Regions from separate parts of the Rattus norvegicus genome. Here regions 2 and 3 are each linked to region 1. A link is a contact called in public Hi-C data. All regions are on one chromosome and are shown on one strand. The core of a region is the stretch at or near the end of the contact, and the rest is flanking DNA. Distances in the headings are between cores, read along the strand shown.

Region 1 (4,875 bases), core at 1,183-3,682:
TTAAAAGTACATTCAAATGACAAAAGGAAAGTATTCATTTCCTGGAAATATGCAAATCTGGTGGCTTCAGGAAGTTGATTTTTCTACTCAGTCACACATCCATTACATTTCACTTAGCAGCTGGCAGATTCCTGGAGATTCAGGTCACCTGATTTCTAAAAATACCTATCCACTATGATTCCAGATCTTTCCCTGGAGATGTGACTATACTACTATTAGATGGAGTAAACTCCCCTATACCTGGAGACCTGCCGAATCATTGGTGATATCTTTTTTGGTGCTCAGATATAGCATAGATGATGAATCATGTGATGTCCAGTTCATTAATAAGTCAACTCAAAATAACTAATAATTAATTGCCTTTAAGGGGACTTTATATAAACTACGTCAATTCAGGAATGTGGAAGACCACATCGTATCTCTGGAAGGGGAGTTGTCATAAGTTAGAAACAAGAGAAAACAAAGAATGAGCCCACTTCTTATAAGTAAGTTGACTAAGGAATCCAGGATTCACCCAGACATGAGACTTCGTTCTGGGCAGGCAAGTGGGAGCTATGGAGAAATACTAAGTACAGGCAGACACCATTTTCATTTTCTTACCAGTGTCTTCATGAATCCTATTTTAATGAGGATAAAGCTAAGGTTTACAGATATGAATTATTGTTCCAATGTCACTTAGGAAGCTAAGTGACTTAGGGCCTAAATACATTTCCCCACTTTTTTGCCCATTCTTCCTCAACCAAACAAGCATCTTGATGAACATCTCCTGCACTAGTTAGGTTAGGGAAATGCTAGGGTAAACTCTATGAAGTTTACAGAGGACACTTTTCCCTCTCCGACATAACAGCACAACGTAAGACTTTAGGAGACAATGCCCGGACAGTGCTTCCTTTGTGAACTGTGTGAAGAGACGAATAAAGCTCTTCCAAGCAAATTTTGGCAAATGCAGCCATAGGACCTTGGTCAGCCTTTCCCTTTCCATGGTCAACCTGTAGGAAACACACCTGTCCACAAAGATAAAGCCAGGGTTGTCCTTTAGGGGAAGACTCCAAGGTTCTCAGGTCTGAAATAAGATAGCATTCTAGGTCCCCTAGTAATTCGCTACACATTCAGTCCCTATACTTTCCTTAAAGGTGTGTGTGTGTGTGTGTGTGTGTGTGTGTGTGTGTGTGTGTGTGTGTTTAGTATATGTGTGGAAGACAGAGGTTGGCACTAGGTATCTCCCTCAATTTCTCTTTACATTAATTTTGAGTTATGGTCTCTCACTGAATCCTAAGTTCCTCAGTTTGACTGGGTTGGCTGCCTAGCAAGCCCTAGGGATCCTCTGAGTCTGTCAGGAATGCCTCCTTATATGGGTGCTAGGGGTGAAAATCAAGTCGTGCTTGCAGACCAAGCCCTTCACAGACTGAACTATCTTCCCAGACACCGTCACTATAAATTTAATAACTGAAGCCTCCTGGCTATTGGGGTGACAGGCAACAAAGACACTGTTCTCAGAAAACGAGAGAACAAACAGTCTTTATGTTTGTCTCTTGCTGAAAGGGAGACTCGGAACGACTGGAGTACCTGAGTGGAGGAGGGGAGTTCCTGAATTTTCAACTATGGTTATGTGTGCTTTTTAAGACCAATGCCTTGATTCCTGGGCAAAGGAGGGTACAGCTCAAGGGAGCAAAGAACGCTTAGACCCCTGGTTCCAGAGTCCCCACAGTGAAAGTGACAGTTGGGGCAGGGTTTCCAATAGTTTTTGTCATCTAAGGTTTTTCTCTCCCCCTCCCCCATTCACCTTGTCATATTCCCCAGAGCCTTCGGCCCCCTCTGAAGTGGCTGAAAATGACAAGTTTCAAAAGCCAGTCCTCTACAAAGATCAAGGAAAACCAGTTCTGATGTCTAAAATAACCCAGCTATGTACCTGACACAACATTTTTTTAAAAATATTAGGTTTTGGGTTTGGTGCAACAACTTAGTTTAGCCTTTTCCCATCCAAGATTTACTTCTGTTTTATAATTTGATTGGGAAATATTTTTTTAATGTTCACAAATAATGACGAGGCTTCTGGAGACGCGCCCCTTCGAAAGCAATTTGAAAGGAATTCCAGGGCAAATTCAATGTGCACAGATACCCGCTCCCCGTCACCCCGGTCCTGAACAATCTATCCATCAGCAAATCCTGCCTGGCGCCTTCAGGTTATGCCAGAACCTAGGTCTGGAAGCCATCCTGCACGCCACCCTAGAGGGCGCGCTGCTTACACTTTCCGCCAACGAGGCGGTCGCGCTGGCTCCCAGGCTCCATAAAAGGGGAGGAGGCGGATCAGTTTCCTTCTCTCATTGAGAAAGCGGAGCGGATTGGAAGGCTGGGCGTATAAAGCCGCGCAGAGAGCGTGAAACAAAGCAGACCGATCGGAATTGGACTTGGGAAGAGATTCACGGAGTCAGGCAGAAAACTTGTTGGAGAGGAGTAAAGAGCCGCTGCCTCTCCTCCTCCAACTCCGCTGCGCTTAAGGGGTTCCCTCCGGCCTTGCGATTTATTTTTATATCCGCTTTTTATAGAGAGAAGTATATATATTTTTTTCTTCTAAAGAGAAAAATTCCTGTTCCAAGAGAAAATAAGGCAACATCAATGAAGGAGAGAAGAGCCAGCCAGAAATTATCCAGTAAATCTATCATGGATCCTAATCAGAACGTGAAATGCAAGATAGTAGTGGTGGGCGACAGCCAGTGTGGGAAAACCGCGCTGCTCCACGTCTTCGCAAAGGACTGCTTCCCCGAAGTGAGTGTGACCCGTACCTCTTTGAGGGGGGTGGCTGATGGGGTTCCCAGTCTGGGGACAGCGTCGTTTCTCTTGCTTCACTGATTTTCTTCTTGAAAGTCTTTCTCATGCCCAGCCTGTCTCTACCGTCACACTGCTGGGAAGCGAAAGTGTCCTGGAAGCCTCTAGGCTGGAACCCGCCAGCATCCTGGGCTCTTGGCCCCAGAAACTTGCTGGTTTCAGTGTGGGAGGCCGGGTGGGGAGACCTGGGTGACTCTCGGGAGGGGGCTGCGCGTTTACTGTGTAGGGAGTGTGCGGTTGGTTGTTGGTGGAGGTTTTTTAATTGGTGGCTTGGGTGTTTTTCAAGTGTTCGATATGCCGGTCATATTTTTAATAATCTCTTTGCCACCCTTCCTTCCTCTTCTGTCCCTTTCGTTCGTCCAGAATTACGTCCCTACGGTGTTTGAGAATTACACTGCCAGTTTTGAAATCGACACACAAAGAATAGAGTTGAGCCTGTGGGACACTTCAGGTAAGACTCAGCACACCGCGTGGCAGTCTGAACCGGTGCGCCCCTGGGCTCGGGATCCGATGCCCTGTCTGCTATCGTGGCTCCTTGAGGGACTTCCAGTCCCCAAGCCGCGGAAAAATGTTATCCTTTCTGGGCAGGGGCGGCAATGGGGGTGATTGTGGTCTTAGGGACAGGAGGACGCTATATGTCCGGGGTGACCCTGCTGGAGGAGCCTCTGGTGGCCGCATGGCCTTGTTTTGTCCTTCCTTGGGGCAGTGCCGGAGCGAGCCGCCAGGGTGGCTCAGTGCTGGAGCATGCAGAGCACCGTGGAACCCTCCGGCTCGCCCAGGAAGCCCCTCGTGGGTGTTATCAGCCATCTGGTCTCGGGGCAGGGGAGCAGGCTGAGCTGGGAGAAGATCCTCGAAACCCTCGGGTTGCATGCGGGTTCCGGGCTGGGGGAGATGGGTGAATGGCCGGAGCCAGCGCCCGTGACGCCTACTCTCAGGAATGCGCTGGTGGTGCCGGCAGCGGCCACCGCGGGGCCTCCGCCCCCGCAGCCTCAGTGTCACCGGCGCAGAGCGGCTTCTGCGGGCGCCGGGGGATCACTCTGTGCCAGCTCTTCGAACATACATACCACTCCCTACCCCTTTGCCTTTGCCTCTGTCTCGCCCGCCTGCAGGGCCGCAGGCAGCACCCCCTCGCCTTTGACCTTCCTGTCTACTTGAATTATTGACGCCTTGGTGGGTTCTGTCCAGAGGTCTAAGGTTCAAGGCCGGGTTGTTGCCTTCCCATGCGCCCACCCACCAACGTGGCACAGGGTGGTGGGGAGGGCAGATCTCCGCGGGCGGGAAGGCTGTCATCCCCGGCTGAGTTCGGAGCAGGGACAGTGTGGACTGAGGACTGAGCACCCCTTGGTATCCAAGCTCTAGCAAGCCTGGCCAGAGGCTCCTCAGGAGAACGCCTACTGTTAGTGGAGACCATACCTTCTCGAGCGGAGTAGAAGCTACCAATTTGGGAGGGGAAAGGCCGGTGCTGGTGGGGAGCTGGGCTGCCAGACAGATTCAGGCGAAACTGGCGAGGAGGGAGCGCACAAGCGCCAACACGCAGGGTTGCTGTCAGGCGGGGTGGCCCGAGGTGGAGCAGTGCTCAACTGGGAGTGGCCTCGTGGAGCTTCAGCGAGCTTCCCACACCCTGCGCTGGAACCTCTGAGGGACTTGGGGGATTAGACGGTGGGAGGAAGGGGCCAGACTCACAAGGTCTCCAGAGGCAGCCTCCAGCACAAAGGCTAGAAGAAAGACTAGAGGGAACTCTTGCACTGGCGCCTCTCACGGTCGGTGCCAGATGCTCAGACTGCTGCAGTGAGAAGGATGGATCCAGTTTCCCTCTGGAGAGGAGAGTCAAGCTTTTCCTTGAGCTGCGCCAAGGGCGTTTTGTGTTTTTTGTCGTTGAGATTACATACGCAATCTTGATACTATAGAGAAAGTGTTGATGGAATTCTAGTGGCTTATTACTAGTTTCTATCATCAGAATTATTACATAGTCTAGTATTTTATTAGGCTCCGGTTCTCAGACATATTATAGTAATTGTCATGCCGGACAGCTGGTGTGATACCAACAAT
Region 2 (4,875 bases), core at 996-3,495, 860 kb after region 1:
TTTAATGATGTCTGCATGACAGTGTGTATATATTTGTTAAAACCACAAACAAGATATCTAAAGAAGTCTTAGAGGCTCAAAGAATATTCGGGTAAATAAAAATGATTTAAAAATAAAGACAACAAGGAAGAAGAGGAAAAAAGAAAGACAATTCACAGTATCTTAAATTATACAACCTCATTTTAAGAGAGCGGGGTTGCTGAACTGAGTATCTTTAGATATAAATGTAGTATGTAAGAATAAAGATAAAAGAACTGCTTAAAACCATTGCATATAGTTGGCCATGACTCTCTCAGGCTTAGCTAATCATATAAACCCTCTATACGAGTACATTGAATGTAGTTTAACAGTTCTGCATTCTCCTTACATGTACACTAGAATTGAAGTTAAGCAAGTGGGGAGGTCAAGTCTCTCACACTGGTTAAAGAAGTAACCATGTCTCCTTGGGACATGTTGATACTGGGACTGGGATACACAGGAACATATAAAGATTCTGGAGTATCTAAATGCCAGAACTTTAAAACAATCTCAAGAAATAGTGACAAACAAAAGTATTGATGAGTACCAAAAACAAACAAACAAACAAACAAACAAAACCTATGGGGTTATGTCAAAAAGCATAGATGCCCAACTAAAAGAAACCAAAAACTGGATCAATATGAAAAACAAAATTAAAAGAATTTTAAATAAATATGAATCCACATTAATAGAAAAAAACTGAGTGCATAGACAAACGGAAGGGACAATTCTTCCACAAGACCTCCAGCTAATTTTTGAAGACACTCAGTGCTCAGACAGGTGAATGACTACCCACGCCTACAATTTGGGCCTTGTTTCCTCCTTGAATATCCAGGAAAGAGTAACCTCACCGTGGAGAAGCGTGGTTTTACCTCACCAAACTGATAACTGGTGATAAATCATATTGATAGTAAGAACCCTTGATGTGGTTGAGTACATTTTATACCATTAAGCCTAAACACTCTTACTTGAGTCAATGCACGAAAGGAACAGCAAGTTCCAGTTCAGCAAAATACCTGATGAATACTTTCTCCAACTGCTGAAGTTATTGTATTGGCCTCCATAGGCTCAGGTTTTGGGACACTTGGTCGCAAGCTTATATCGGTTGGGGGGTAGAACGTATGGCGTTGCAAGAGGAAGTATTTTAGTGAGGACGCTTTGGAGTTTTAAAAGCCACCCACCGGGCTGGGGATTTAGCTCAGTGGTAGAGCGCTTACCTAGGAAGCGCAAGGCCCTGGGTTCGGTCCCCAGCTCCGGAAAAAAAAAAAAAAAGAACCAAAAAAAAAAAAAAAAAAAAAAGCCACCCACCATCCCCAGTGAGCTCTTTGCTTTCTCCTTAGTTTCAAGATACGAACCCTCAGCTTCCGCTTTAGTCTCTACATTTACTACTTGTTGCCAACCATCCTCATCTCCCAATTTTGGAGTCTTAGACTGGTAAGCCTAAATAAACAATCCTTTCTATAAGTTACTTTGCCCGTTGTATTTGATCATCACAGCAGAAAAGTCATTAATACAGTTACCAAAATTAAAGAAACTTCAGCATTAACTATGAGGTTCTTTTTTTAAATTGGATAAGCTATATGTTATTATTGATAGATACATTATGTAATGTATGTATGTTTATCAAGCCTATTAAGAGTCTGATGCTGTCGCAGAACTGGGACAAAAAAAAAAAGTCCTCACAAACAATAGTGACAAACAGTTGTCATGCAAACAACAGAAGACAGAATCTTCTGAAAGCTGTTGGAAAGTCTAGGGGAGGATAGAGAATCTGTCGAAGGGAGTTGAAGAGTTAGTTTAATAGTTAAGAACACAAGCTCAGAGAATCCAACTTCAACTCCCAGCGCCCACATGGCAGTTCACAACCATCCGCGACTCCAGTCCCAGCAGAACCAACACTTTCTTCTGTACATATACACATGCATGCAAAAAAAAAATCATAAACAGAAAATAGTTTTTAAAATTTAAAAACAACAACAACAACAAAAATCTGTCAAAGGTACCAAAAAGTCAATGAAGCAAAGACTCAGCTAAGACTGGTGCTGAGTCCTGTAAATATTCCCAATTTGGTCCCACCCCGCCGTGATCCACCCATCAGTTTACCCAATGAAAGACTAGCTCACCTTCTGAAGCCCTGTGATCAGCCTCTACTCGAAGATCGACCGACAGCATCGATGCGCTCGGAGGCAACTACTCAGGTCTGGGCGTCAACAGCGCCTGCCTGGACCGCCATTTTGACAGTGGACGTGTTGAGGGACTGGATCAGCTGGCCGTGTGGTGACTGGTACGGATGGTTCCCACCCGCGGTCTCTTCTGCACTTTCACGGGTGACCGTGCCCCTGCTGTCGGTATTGCCCCGGTCCACCCACCTCTGCCCAGGGTTCTTCTGCTCGCGCCCCACACGGCTCCGCCCGAGCCTGCGCTCGGAGCGCAGACCTGCTGGGTTCCGCCCGGCCCGAGTGTTCCCACGGGTTCTCGGTGACGCGGGGCCCGAGGTCTGGCTTTGGGGAGGGACAAGCTAATACTGCCTGGCCCGAACCTCCGTCGGTAGAGCTTGGTCTGTCACTAGCCCGTTTTGTTTTTGCTCTCTCCCAGGGATACTTTGCAGAGGGGAAAAGTCTGCGTCCGCCTTCTTCACTAGAAATGGCCCATGTAAGTCACTCTTAGAATAAACTTGTTAGGAAATGGAGGGACGAGTTTATGATGACGTTGGCATAATGGTCGCCTTAATGTATCAGCAGTGTCGGGGAGCAGAGGGTGTGAAATTAGGTTTATATGCTTTGAAATCAGTTCAGCACATTCTATTAAATTCTGGTACGTTTGTTTCCCCAGTTTAATATTTTCATATTTTATATGCATATAATCCAATTCAATGCAAGCATCCTTTCAACAATTTTAAAAGCGATATCAGCAAATATTTAGAACGTTTTAAGCACTTTACAAAAAAACAAAACAAAAAAAAAGCCTTTGGTTAAGCTGAAGTTTTGAAGTTATTAGTATAGTAAGTGACTTTACAATTTCTATAAAAGCACAGCAAAAGTTCTTATTCACACTTACAGACTTGACTCTAAGTGCCCGAGTACTATGCACATCCTACCTAAGATAGTTCATAGGTTAAGGACATAAGAAATATGAAGGCTTCTATTAGAAGTAACACATGATGGGGCCAGGAAAGAGGGCGAAGCTGTTAGGACTACAGGCCAATACCCAAGGACCCAAGCTCCTAACACCGGCAAGACTGGTCACGACTTTCTGTAACTCCAGTTCTGGGGGACCAGTGCCCACTTCTGGGCCACATCAAACCCCAGGTACACATCCATACTTTCAGACAAACACTTTTTAAGTAGCACATAATAGTTTCTTGAAAACTTGAAAAAAGTTATCATGAGAGATCCATGCATAAGAGAAAATTGGAGTTTGAGATCCCCTAATGGGAAAACCTTTACCTTGAGTTTTTAGAGATGACTGTGGATCATCCAAGGTTTAAATTAGAAGATCAGGTGTTATATTAAAAACAAACAAACAAAAAAAAAAACTTTCCCCCGAGTTGTTTAAATATTAGGGTGTCATTTCTGCCCACCTGAGTGTAAGAAGTGCAAAGGACATAATATAGGAGGTGAAGTTGGACTGTGAGATAAAGGAATATTCAAGAATCTGGAATGCTGTACTCAGTAATTTTTCTTCATTCAAGTTGTAATGTAACCAGAGCTGTAGTAAAAAATTAATATGGCAACGATTAGTTGAGCTGGCATTTCTGTTTCGAAGTGTTTGAAGGTGTGACTGTAGAGACAAGTCCTAAGAGGAGAATACCAGTATGAGCCGAGTTTTAAGATGAATTTTTATCAACCTGCCCTGAAGGGGTGTGATATGAAGAGGCCTATGATAGTGTAAAAGGAGGGAGGTTAGGTGAAACAGGATAGTACTGTGTTTTAAATGAATATGAATTTATCAAAAAATAACAACTCTTTATTAGAATGCTGTTTATACTGAATTTAAGGTTTACCATTTAGATGTGAAAACAGAAGGGTTTTGTGTTGTCTTATATGTGTTGCAAATTCTGGGCAGGTATTACTAGTGAAATATGCATACACATATGTCTTTAACAATTTATTTAACATCCTGAGTTTTTAAAAATGTCCATATTCAGCATCTAGACAAACTGAACTTGACACTCATCTGGATATACCTATTTCAAACTTTCGCCCCCTTTTCCTGAAACTCAAAAACTTTTAATAAAATTTCCCAAGTTAGATGATTCTCAGTGAAGGCCCAGGTCTGCTTTTCTGTAAAGTCAGAAGACACTGCAACTGAGTTAGTGTGCTTAGATGGCATCAGTTATCCACAAATGGCTGTAACTGAAGATCCCTTCTTCCATGTGAAAGACATATTTCAGTGTGTCTAAGCTCTGAAACACGGACACCCATGGCTCTATGGTAACTCCTGATAATCCAGGCCGGTGATATCAGCAGTTTTTATTGTAAACGGCCAGCTGGCAAATTAGCTGAGCAATAGGCTACTGCTGATGTCATGGTGTAAGAGCAGGCATGGGCGGTACAGAAGTGAATGACTGGGTCTGTTACAGTGGAACCTTAGCTCCATCAGCTGATTGGGAAAGCATCTGACAACTCTACATTCAATATTCTAACCTAAGTATTCCCCAATCTATCCATGCTCTCATATTTACATAGTCAACAATTTAACTCAGTCAGGGAAATAAATGTAAGATCAGAAAATACACTACAAAGGTATGCCAAAATTGAGGAAAGTGATCATTGCTACCAAACTAAGGAATAATAGCACAGTCTACAGCAGGAAAGGAAAGGATTGAAAAGGAAACATTTAGGTCCAAAGATAAAT
Region 3 (4,875 bases), core at 1,414-3,913, 660 kb after region 1:
ATCTCCCTGACTTTTTGTGTGGTGTTTCCAGGCTGAAGTGGAGGAATGGAGTCCCAAATAGCCATGCCGAGCTGACTGATAGAGACGGAGATGAGGAGAGAAAAAGGCAATATAAACTATATTCCAAGATTCTGGAATAGAAAATCCTGCACACAGAGAGACTTCCAGGTATCTGGAAAGACGTTCCCCCTTGGATAAAAGAAACAACTAAGTATTAATCAGTGTAAAAATGCAAGGAGCTACCCCCAGTTGGGAAATACTCAATTATACACAAATTAGTATTCTCACTTCTCAGGGTAGGAATAAAAGGTGTGTGTGTGTGTGTGTGTGTGTGTGTAAGAGAGAGAGAGAGAGAGAGAGAGAGAGAGAGAGAGAGAGAGAGAGAGGAGGTGACGCAGGGGTATGCATGTGTATATATGGGTGCAGGTATGTATACACACGCAGAGGTTAGATGAAGACTGGTATTCTGTTCTTTCATTCTCTGCCTTTGTCCCTCGAGACAGGGTCTTTCACTGGTACTTAAGTTCGGTTGGTGGCCAGCAAGTCTCAACAATCCTCCTGTCTATGTCCCAACAGTACCGTGGTTACAGATCCAAGAAGCCATGCACAGTTTTGTATATGGGTCTGGGATAGTAACCTGGATACCATGTTCTCAAAACATGTGCTCTTATCTACTGAGCCATCTCTCCACTCTGGACTATTAGGTAAAGCAGTCAGGTAAAATTAGATTAAAGGTTACTTTAGTATTGCCTAACAAATTCGAAAACCAAGCCTTGAAAGGAACAATTGTTTTCCAATAACAAGCTCATGTTCCAGAACAGAGGCTAAGATTCACAGAAATTAAAGAATAATAGAAAACCATGTAATGTCTAACATACAATAAAAATTCCAGACCATGCAAAGCAATCATAAAATAACAACAGAATGAGGAGCACAATCTACCCATAAAAACTGACCAAGAAATGGCACAGATGATAAAACTGGACAAGGGTATCAAAGCATTTGTCACAACTGCATTCTGTGTGTTGAAGCAGTCACTAGACTTGGCTACCATCATGACTGAAAGATTGGTTCTTGCTTTTCACCTTCTACCTCCCTATTTAGATATTATGAAAAGGGATCCAGCTGTAACAATGAGAAAAATCAATCTTTTCCAATATCAGGCTGAGCGCTCTCGCTCTCGCTCTCGCTCTCGCTCTCGCTCTCGCTCTCGCTCTCGCTCTCGCTCTCGCTCTCGCTCTCGCTCTCGCTCTCGCTCTCGCTCTCGCTCTCGCTCTCGCTCTCGCTCTCGCTCTCGCTCTCGCTCTCGCTCTCGCTCTCGCTCTCGCTCTCGCTCTCTCTGTCCTGTTGCTTATGTAAAACAGGAAGCAACTCTTTTTTTTTATTAACTTGAGTATTTCTTATATACATTTCGAGTGTTATTCCCTTTCCCGGTTTCCGGGCAAACATCCCCCTAATCCCTCCCCCTCCCCTTCTTTATGGATGTTCCCCTCCCCATCCTCCCCCCATTGCCGCCCTCCCCCCAACAATCTAGTTCACTGGGGGTTCAGTCTTAGTAGGACCCAGGGCTTCCCCTTCCACTGGTGCTCAGGAAGCAACTCTTAAGTAGTGAAATAAAGCCTGGAGAGTAAAATAGAAAACAAAGCCAACATTCTTGCATAATGAGAACAGGACTATGGGCTGGCTGAATACACTTTGCCCCTGGGACCAACTTCTTGAACACATCAGTCCAGCACCTTCGTCCTAAGAACCTTCATCCCACTGCATCCTGTGAGAACCTTGAGTTCTCAGTACCTCGCATGCTCTGGAAGCTTTACTCCAGCTTGAACTCTTTAGGAAGACACTCTCCTCCCTCAGATCAAAGTCCCCACAGTTAAGATTACATCGGAATTTACAGCAGAACATTCTTTCTCTCATGTGGTTGAGGAAAAGAAAGAGTGTCACCCTTCCTTTTTAAAAGATGATTCAATCCTTTAAGACTTCATGCTTTTTAGTGGTCATTTTATAGGAAATTTTGAAGAGCTTCGATGAATTCCATTAAAATGAAACATACATGGAAAGGAATTCCCTCCTCCTAAAGTGGTTCCATGATATTCATTTGACTCTCACATCAATTAGGCTCTTAGTCACCCTTTTAAGACACAGTTTGGTGGGGTATCTTCTGTGGCCTTCACGTGTTGTTCTAACAGTGGGCTGATGGGCTCACGCATTACTACCAGTCTTTCTTTCACTCTCAGAATCTTTCTCACCAAGTGGAGCTGAAGGTCTGGATGCTACTAATCTACTTGTCTTTGGTTCTTGGCGCTTGCATTATTGAAAGTCTGATTTGAATAGCTTCCAACAGCACACTGTTATTTGGGTTTAACTAACTAACTATAAAGGCATTTCAGAATTGTCACTATGGTGGAGCTTAAGTGAAAGAATTTAATTGATTTTGAAAGCACATAATACACACACACACACACACACACACACACACACACACACACACCAGTGAAGGGAAAGCCCCAGTTTCAGAAAAAAAGTTGAAATTTCACCATAATCTAGAGAAGGCCTCATCTCTCATGTGGACAATAGACTGAGATCCCAAGTTCAGAGGTCAAGGTAAAAGCTTCGGAGGTTTGAAATGTGTGGCTCCACTCGGCAGCAGCTGCTTCTTGGCTCCTCTCCCAGTAGCTTCAGCACTAAGACTAATGGCTAAGAAAACACCAGGAGGTCAGTAAGTAAGAGCTTGTAAAGGGACTATATCTGAATACAGACCAAAGGAGGGAAGGAATCTTCCCGTGGAAGACATTAGATCAGATCTTCAAAGAAATTCTGTATATGCTTTGCATTTCTATCCACGCTTGCTCATTTCTAGTCAGCTCACAGGCAGAGAAAAGGGAAGTGTAGAAAGTGCTAAAAACAGCCACCTGAAATATTTCAACACCTCAGTGTCCTGGGTAACCAGTAACACAGTGGCCAAACAGATGACGTGGGGTCATATTCCAGAGACTGAGCGCATAATGCATCTTAGAAACAGAAACAAGGCTTTTATAGCCACGGCGGGAAGTGGTAATGATGGCATGCTCATCTCCTCGAACATGTGCCCAACCCAGGATTTGCATATAAATGCTTACAGTGGCCTTGGTCAGGGTAGCCTCAACCAACGTTCCTGGTCTTCAACAGGTGGATGCCTAAACAAATTGTAGTAAATATAGATTACAGGACAAAAGAGAAAAGAGAGTAAGACAAGAAGCCAAGCTTCCTGCGTATACGATGGCCTGGAAAATGGTAAAATTGGCATAGTTCATAAAACCATTCAGACACCAAGAGTGCAAGTGACATGCTATTTACATGAGAGTCTATGAAGGAAAATATAGCGAATCCGTAGGGTGAGCAGCTGGGGAGAGCATGCAGCTGTCCACTGCAAAGGTCTAAGCGCATTTTGGGATGGCGACGACGTCCTTCACACTGATTGGTGCTGGTTATAAAAACTACAGACTTCACCTTTCAGATGGGTCCTCCATTTTGTTGTAGGACATTCCACTTCAATAAAATAGAGTTTTAAAAAATGGGATGTATTTGCTTAACTAGGAGAGAAGGCTAATATTTAAATAATTCTTTGATAGACCATTCAAAAATCAATAGAAACGGATTTAAAATATGGAAAATATTTGGTGATATAGCATCACTCATGTTCTTTTTAATGTAAAACATGTTTATTTCCTCCAAAAGTTGAGGAAGCAACTTCTTCCAAGGCCTAAGGTGGATTACGGTTAGGCTTTTGTGAAAGACAGTGAAAGAGCTGGAATGTTCGGAGTTGCTGACCGGACAGAGTCCAGTCTTGACTCAAACATTATTAAGCAATAATTCCATGTTGCCCGCTGAGTCAGTTTCTCCATCTTCTGCTCGGGAGGGTTTTTCATCTAGCAGTGGGAAATACTGTGTAGTCCTGAAGTCAGCCTTGCATCTCACCACAAAGGGATGGATGAAAACAAACCCCCCACCCCCCGTGACTCTGTGGACTTAGCATCCTTGCTCTCCCACAGGTCATCTACTTCTGCTAAGGAAAACAAATAAGGAGACATCCAAGTAATGGACAGCAAGAGACAAGATTCTCTCAAGCTCTACAGAAGAAACAACTGCAAAGGTTGCTCTTTCATGAAGAGAGTAGAACATATCATCCCTCAACACTTCCCCTGGATAACACTGGAATTGATTACCTGGTAGGCACATAAAAAGAGCCTAAAAGTTGCTGTGATCAGAGTTAACTTGCAGTCAATATTAACTGGATATTCTGCACTCTCCTGTATATTTTACACATATTGATTTTTCTCATATGCTCAGCAACTGTAAGAGGTGGGGGTTAATAGCACCATTGTGCCTATATTGGAACTGGACTCTAGAGAGTGAGAAAAATAACTATCCTGGAGTTGTACAGACACCACTTGGTAAAAAGAAGCAAACTCAGGTCCCCACTTTGGGCGTTTATTTTGATTTTGATAGTTGATTTTTGTTTTGTTTACAAAATGAGGTCTCTTTGTTTAACTTAGGATGTACTTGAAATGACTGGTACCCAGGTTTGTCTCAAATGTAAGATCCTCCTGCATCAGGCCTCCTAGGTTCTGTAGACATCCCTCTGACCTACTATTGAAGTTGCTACTATATGTCTGCTGTGTCTGTTAGACTTTTAAAAACATGTTTGTTTGTTGTGTTTTAAAGGCAGGGTCTCATGCATTCAAGGATAACCTCAAATTTGCTATGAAGCCGAGGATGACCTTGAATTTATGATATACTCCTGTCTCTACTTTCCAAATCCTGAGACTACAAGTATGTTCCCAGTCATGCCTTCTTTAATATGTCTTTTTAAAAATAATTTATATTAAAAAAGAA

The links. A called contact is a pair of places that touch in the nucleus more often than the background predicts.
Region 2: a Hi-C map of kidney shows a contact between it and region 1, with 5 times the contacts expected there. The contact joins the promoter of Mmadhc here to the promoter of Rnd3 in region 1. A contact is called at or near these places in 9 of 12 Hi-C or Micro-C datasets (the A7r5 cell line, frontal cortex, kidney and 4 more) and 1 of 1 datasets of contacts at active chromatin or transcription factors (oligodendrocytes).
Region 3: a Hi-C map of liver shows a contact between it and region 1, with 1.6 times the contacts expected there. The contact joins the enhancer-like site here to the promoter of Rnd3 in region 1.

What each region holds. Positions count from the first base shown.
Region 1 is chr3:55,996,051-56,000,925 of GRCr8, reverse strand. Rnd3 (Rho family GTPase 3) reads left to right here and starts at 2,432. Exons shown (of 5, transcript NM_001007641.2): 1 at 2,432-2,766; 2 at 3,190-3,277. The coding sequence starts at 2,617.
Region 2 is chr3:55,133,099-55,137,973 of GRCr8, reverse strand. Mmadhc (metabolism of cobalamin associated D) reads left to right here and starts at 2,245. Exons shown (of 8, transcript NM_001004280.1): 1 at 2,245-2,302; 2 at 2,614-2,670. The coding sequence starts at 2,662. It overlaps LOC102555425 (a long non-coding RNA gene), which reads right to left and starts at 2,351. Exons shown (of 3, transcript XR_001837105.3): 1 at 2,142-2,351.
Region 3 is chr3:55,339,174-55,344,048 of GRCr8, reverse strand. No RefSeq gene overlaps it. Among named protein-coding and RNA genes, the nearest start is that of Mmadhc, 210 kb to the right of the region's middle. Within about 2 kb of position 2,663, at least 10 of the 93 cell types and tissues checked have an H3K27ac peak or open chromatin away from gene starts, as enhancers often do. A contact at or near this core is called in liver, where this site is marked.